2 separate regions of the Danio rerio genome follow, and region 2 is linked to region 1. Evidence: chromatin contacts called from public Hi-C data. All regions are on one chromosome and are shown on one strand. Each heading gives the region's core, a stretch centred on a gene start, on an enhancer-like site or on the middle of the called end of the contact. The rest is flanking DNA. Distances are from core to core; before and after follow the strand shown. Region 1 overlaps impdh1b (IMP (inosine 5'-monophosphate) dehydrogenase 1b). Region 2 holds the start of lepb (leptin b).

What was found. A called contact is a pair of places that touch in the nucleus more often than the background predicts.
Region 2: a Hi-C map of embryo shows a contact between it and region 1, with 2.0 times the contacts expected there. The contact joins the promoter of lepb here to the enhancer-like site in region 1. A contact is called at or near these places in 7 of 18 Hi-C or Micro-C datasets (caudal fin, embryo, hematopoietic stem cells and 1 more) and 1 of 4 datasets of contacts at active chromatin or transcription factors (caudal fin).

What each region holds. Positions count from the first base shown.
Region 1 is chr4:19,571,178-19,574,514 of GRCz12tu, forward strand. It overlaps impdh1b (IMP (inosine 5'-monophosphate) dehydrogenase 1b), which reads left to right. Exons shown (of 15, transcript NM_001014369.2): 8 at 1-19; 9 at 1,034-1,124; 10 at 1,210-1,305; 11 at 2,845-2,988; 12 at 3,067-3,211. Among named protein-coding and RNA genes, the nearest start is that of impdh1b, 17 kb to the left of the region's middle. Within about 2 kb of position 1,429, at least 3 of the 62 cell types and tissues checked have an H3K27ac peak or open chromatin away from gene starts, as enhancers often do. A contact at or near this core is called in caudal fin, where this site is marked.
Region 2 is chr4:19,624,863-19,628,068 of GRCz12tu, forward strand. lepb (leptin b) reads right to left here and starts at 1,439. Exons shown (of 2, transcript NM_001030186.3): 1 at 1,302-1,439. The coding sequence starts at 1,439.

The sequences.
Region 1 (3,337 bases), core at 179-2,678:
GGTTGATATGGTGGTTCTGGTAGGTCTCTCTTTTTAATAAATTGAATACAACCTTGTTGTTTTATAGCCAAAACAATAGTGCACTATTTTGACCAGTAAAGGTAAAGTATGCAGTGTAACCAATGCAACCATACAAGTTACAATCAAAGTTCTTCTATATCTTTTATTTTTCCATGCATATAATTAGTCTACTATGTCGAGGTGTTTCATAAACCTACCTTTTTCATTCTTCTCCTAGACCTTTTGTCCAAACAGTGGCAGGTGTATCTAGAGACTTTGAATAACAAAAAGTTACAAATTTTAGATTCATTAAATGGTTGATATTACAAGACATAGTTTATTAAGTTTACAAAGCTGTGGCTGTAAAATGACTTGGCCTATAGTTTAATTAAACAGTTCAAATAATTGTCATTAGTGTCTAGAAGTCAAAGTTAAAGGGACAGTTCACCCGAAAACGTCAATTCGCTCACTATTTACTCATAATCAAGTGCTTCTGAACGTTTATGAATTTATTTCTTCTGTTAAACCCAAAAGAAGATATTTTGAAGAATGTTAAAAAAGCAACGCTTAATATCCATAGTAGGAACAAAGACACAATTGAAGTCAATGGCAGTTTTTTTCCCGCAACACTTATCAGTATATCTTTCTTTGTGTTTATCCATGCTCAAACATGCTTGAAAAAAGAGCTTGAGTACTGGAAATGATAATAGAATTTACATTTTTGGGTGATCGCTTTAAATGTAATGAGTTTGTAAAGAAATCTGTTATCTACAATATAACTTAGTGTTTTTGAATTATCAAAGTTTCCGAAATCACTGTAGATATAGATATGGTATATAAATATATATTAAAAATAAGAGACAATTGTATTTATCTTAGAACAATGTACTTTACCTTTACTGTATCCAATACACAAAGTGTTTCCCAGCAGACATCTTGATATGAGTATGACATCCAACATTACAGGCTTGATCATGCCGCTGTAATTGAGCATTTTAAACTCACTGATGTTTTTATTTTGTCTGTTTTGCAGGATTCGTCACAAGGCAACTCTGTATACCAGATTAATATGATCCATTATATCAAGCAGAAGTACCCAGAGCTGCAGGTTGTGGGTGGAAATGGTAAATACTGGACTTGACAGACAGTTACCTCAGAGTTGCTCGGCCTGGTTTTCTTTAAGCTCAGTGTGTTTTCTCTGTCTTACAGTGGTTACAGCTGCGCAGGCGAAAAATCTGATAGATGCTGGAGTGGACGCACTGAGAGTGGGAATGGGCTGTGGGTCAATCTGCATCACACAGGAAGGTCAGGACTGAATCTGTAATACATTTTTATAATGTGGCGAGGGATGTCACTGTCAGATATTTAAGGAAGTCCAGTGGCATAGTTAGTCATGTTAAATGAAGCAATAAGGCTTTCCTCTTGTAACTGCAGACGGGTTCATTGCCTGAAGCTTTTCTATAATGTGTGCTTTGTGGCCATCTAGTGGTCATACATATGTACTGTTGTTTTCTATTATAAATGTCGGCTTTACTTTTGATTCCACAACTGAACTGATTATTTTGTTTTAATTTAATTGATAAATTATGACAAGCAATGTAAGCATTTATTTCATGTGCCAAACTAAGGAAAACTGAAATGGTATTCTCTCTTTTTGAACCAGATAACCAGATCCATCAAAGATCACATTATTTTGGCAAAATAAAAATCATGCTCCAATACAGTGCTTTAACAAACTTTGGAATATTTTGTGTTAATATTAAACAGCTTTAAAATGAGTGTAAATCTTATTCTCGACTACATATATTTAGATATAATAAACATCTCTCTCTCCTTCTGGCCACAGTCACTCAATATGGCAAAAATAGCAATATTGAGAACAAAAGAAACAATAATAATTATTTGTAAAACTTTTCTTAATTATTTATGGTAATATTATTAAATTATTTGTAATATATAACATATAATTATATATATATATATATACACCATACATTTTATAATATGCTGTAATAAATCAGTTCAAAATTGTACTGTGTAAATAAAATAAGATGACATATTTCATTGACAGAAGAGTGATATGATCAATCAGATATTCATAGTTAACATTACCTTATGTTTTTTTTTTTTTTTTTTGGGAACAGTGAAAATTAAAGCTTTTTTGTTTCCAACAGATTAAAAATATGATTGCAATTTCATATTTGTTAAGACATTTGTTGTGTTACATTTTCAAGTGTACATGTACAATTCCCAGTGAAATGCAGCTTATTTGGAGGATTTTATAGCAAACCAAGCTTCTCTGTGACACTGAAAATGCCTCTAGTCACATTCATCGATTTTGTATTCAAGTTTGCATCTCTGTAATCAGACAATATACACTATGAAAAGGTTACCATAGTTTGAAAACCTGTAATATTAGTACAGATAGTTCATTTAAAATGAAAATATACTTATTCGAAGAATGTTGGAAACTCAATAGCCACTGATATCCATAGAAAACAATGCTATGGAAAAAAATCAATGGCTACCAGTTTTCAAAATATCTTCTGTTGTGTTTACAGTAAAGAGAAACTAAACAAGTGTAAAAGTGAGTAAATGATGACAGAATCTTCATTGAATTAATAAGAAACAATCCCAACGCTCTTTTTTTTATCCTATTATTTCAAGTTATATCAGAGTTTTTTGTGCAGTTTTGATAGCACATGACGTCTTGCAACTGCTATTGATTTTAACTGTCTAAAATAACATGGTTGACCATTCCAAGATGGCGAATGTGTCTAGAGCAGTCAAATGTGTATATCTGTGATCATTATGGCTGACATGTTTCATTTTGGCTTCTTCTAGTCATGGCTTGTGGGAGACCTCAAGGTACCTCAGTTTATAAGGTGGCAGAATATGCTCGGCGGTTTGGAGTGCCAGTCATTGCAGATGGAGGCATCCAGACTGTCGGCCACGTGGTGAAGGCTTTGTCTCTGGGGGCATCGACAGGTAATTATTACACTAGCTCACTGTTAGCATTGAAATGGGCTGAAAATCTGATTACATACTTGTGTTTTTTGTGCGCAGTGATGATGGGGTCTTTGCTGGCCGCCACCACCGAAGCTCCGGGAGAGTATTTCTTCTCTGATGGGGTGAGACTGAAGAAATACAGAGGCATGGGCTCACTGGATGCCATGGAAAAGAACACCAGCAGCCAGAAACGATACTTCAGGTGCGTGTTTGTTGAGATATTCAGCATTAGGAAAACTACTGATATGGTTAGAATTAAATACTGTGCCAAATAAAGGCCTTAAAGTAGCTTAATGTAGTATAAACTAATTGTTTTTTTAGATTACAC
Region 2 (3,206 bases), core at 189-2,688, 54 kb after region 1:
AATGAATAAAAAATGTATCATTTAATTAGAAAGGCCAAGAACCAAGAGCCTTTTTTCCCAACATTTTTAAACAACATAGTTTTAAAAACTAATTAGTTTTTGCCATAGAGTTAAAACATATTTTTTTTTTACCTGTTATTTTAGTAGTTATTTATACTAGATATTTTACTAGTCATTATACTAGTATTTGGCTTAAAGTGCAAATGAAAGGCTTTATTAAATCAGTTAATTAGGTTAACTAGGCAAGATCGGTTAATTAGGCAAGTTATTGGACAACAGTCATTTATTCTGTAGCGAATTGAGAAGAATAATTTCTAATCATTTTAATAAATATTGACCTTAAAAATATTTGCCAAAAATGTTAAACTTTATCCCAGCCAAACTAAAAGATATAAGAGTTTCTCAAGAATAAAAAACAACAGTACACAAGTAATTAAGTATATAAAAGAATGAGAGAATATAATTCTAAACGAAAGTTTTTATTTATAAAATATTTAAATAGATTTCTTATTTAGTAACACTACAGTGCTTGACATGATTTTTCACCATGTAGTTTTCTTTGCTTTGTTCCTGGTAACAAGAACAACATTAAGCTGTACTTATTGCCATATTTAAACATCACATTTGGTGTAATAAATACATAAAAAACTAAATGATATGATATAAAAAGGAAAAAAAAAGATGTAATGACAAACAACAAACAAAAAAAAATTGTACACTAATAAAAAATTATCTCAATTTTCTTAAAAAAAATGGACAATGCAAAGTGAAAAGAAAAAAAAAATACTGCAAATCCCATCAAAAAAAAAAAAAAATGTTTTATGCTTATTTATTTAAATGCAAAAAAGCATCAATTTCAATGTCCTGCCAACACCAAATTATTTTAGGCCAATAAATAAATGATTTTTCTATTATTTCTATTTTCTAAATACCAAAAGTACAAAAATATATCAAATTGAACTGAACATCAAGCATTTAATTAGTTTAGTCTAATAAATAAATAAATAATTTTACCAATTTGAAGTACATCATGCTAAACCAAGTGCCAACAATATTTTTAGTCCAATAAATAAAATTATGTATTTTCTGCATGTACTGTATGTCTAAATGTAAGCTTATTTATTGATTTCCCATACAGTGACAACAAGGAAATAAAATCCATATTTAGTCAGCTAAAGAGCTAAAGTTGTTTGTTTTCCAAGATGATTAAAAATAACATATTTTTGAGTTTCACAGAAAAAAAGTAAGTCATAGGGGTTTGGAACAACATGAAGGGGCTTAAATCGTTGCAAAACATTTACCTCATCTTTGATTTTTTTAATTCGGCTGATGGTGGTTCGAGCAATGATTCGTATCCTGTCTTCGGGAGCCGTGGGTCGACTGATGCTCACGGCCACCAGGGATGATATTAACAAGCAAAAAATCATTGAAGACTTCATATTTCTGCAAAAGACCAAATGAAATTATATTTTTTCAAATAGTTTGTTGTGTACATCAGAATATCCCAGTTCAATATGTTAAATACAGTAAAATAATGAATAAAGCTAGCCTAAACATTACTCATTTACACAACAGTTAAATACACTTTAAATAAGGTTTTACTCAAACACATGTATTTTTATTTTGTGCACTTTAAAATAAATAAATAAATACAAATTGACATTCCTTAGACAAAATGAAAGTAATACTATTTTTTATGTTTAGTTTTTAGTTTTTATTTATACATTTTAATCATTAGACAATACAAAACCAACATTAAAACTTAAGAATAATTAAAAATAATCATAATTTCAACTAAAATGTCTGCTTTCAACAATTAGATATGTTTATTTAACCACTAACTCAGCACGATTAGAATGATTTATGATCTTCACTACATTGAAGATTCATGCTAAATCAGTCCCTTAGTTGTGTGTAATTCAAAAAACCAAAAATCAATGCACTTAAGTTGCTGAGTACAGTCCAATAATAAATGAAACTACACAGTCAAGAAGCCTAAAGGTCATATAGAGATGTTTGGTGCCCATGTTGACAAGAATGAGTGAGCGCTTACCTCTGGTGTGTTGATGTGCATATTGAGAAACTCAAGCAGGAATCTCCCTTTTTATAGCTGTGGATGATTGACTCATTTCTCCAGTGAATCACCCTGATGCCGGTCTGGTCTGGTTCACCCCTGTGTCCATCATGAACTTGAAGACTAGAGAAGACCCTTTCAACAAGCCCGAAACATCAAACCCGGGGGCTCCAGGTAAGGACACTTCCAGTAAAGTTGTGGTTAATAAATCTTGATAAATGACAGCTGGGCCCCACATGTATTAGAGGGAGTTTGTTTTCACTTTTAAGGCTGTATATGTCAATATATTGACCTTTTATAGGACCGTATCTTTATTTGTCATGCTGATATGAATACATTAAAGTTGGGATATTTATGGGGCTTGATTTGTTAAAATTTGTTCAGAGTTTAACAGCACAAGTTTTTACCGCAAAAATTGGCTTGTTCGCTTAAGTATTGTTTTGTATATGTATACACAGTTAGTGAGATTATCTGCCAGTTGTACCCAAGTAATATTTATTGTTAGAATTTACTAAATTAATGATTGTGGCTATTTATGATGTGGTAAAACAATAGATAGAGTGTAGTACTTATAGTGCATCTCATATTATAGAAACAATAGTATAGACCAGTATAGAATTGATAGAAAATGATGTGAATAATTAGTCAGCAAATGTTATATTTGTTTTATGTGTTGACTCAACTCTAAGTTAACTGTAATAAGGTTCATAGTTTACAATTTATTTGTACATCTTTATTGGCTACGGAATGTTTTATGCAGTTATATAAATGGTAAAATAAACAATTGTGCTGCACATTTTAAGTTAATTGTAACAATGTGAAATATTCAAGAACATTTGAGTAAACTCAAAGTGACTAAAAAATAAAAGCAGTTTTGAATTTTTTAACAACTATTTTAAGGAGAAAATGATTAGCCCCTTTAAGCTATTTTTTTTTCTCTCCAAAACAAACCATCGTTAATCAATATCTTGGCTAATTACTCTAAGTAGCCTAGTTAACCTAATTAACCAAATTAATCCTTTAAATGTCACCTTAAGCTGCATAGAAGTGTCTTGTCAAATATCTTGTCTATTTTTTACTGTCAACATGGCAAAGATCAAATAAATCAGTTATTAGAAATGAGTTATTAAAA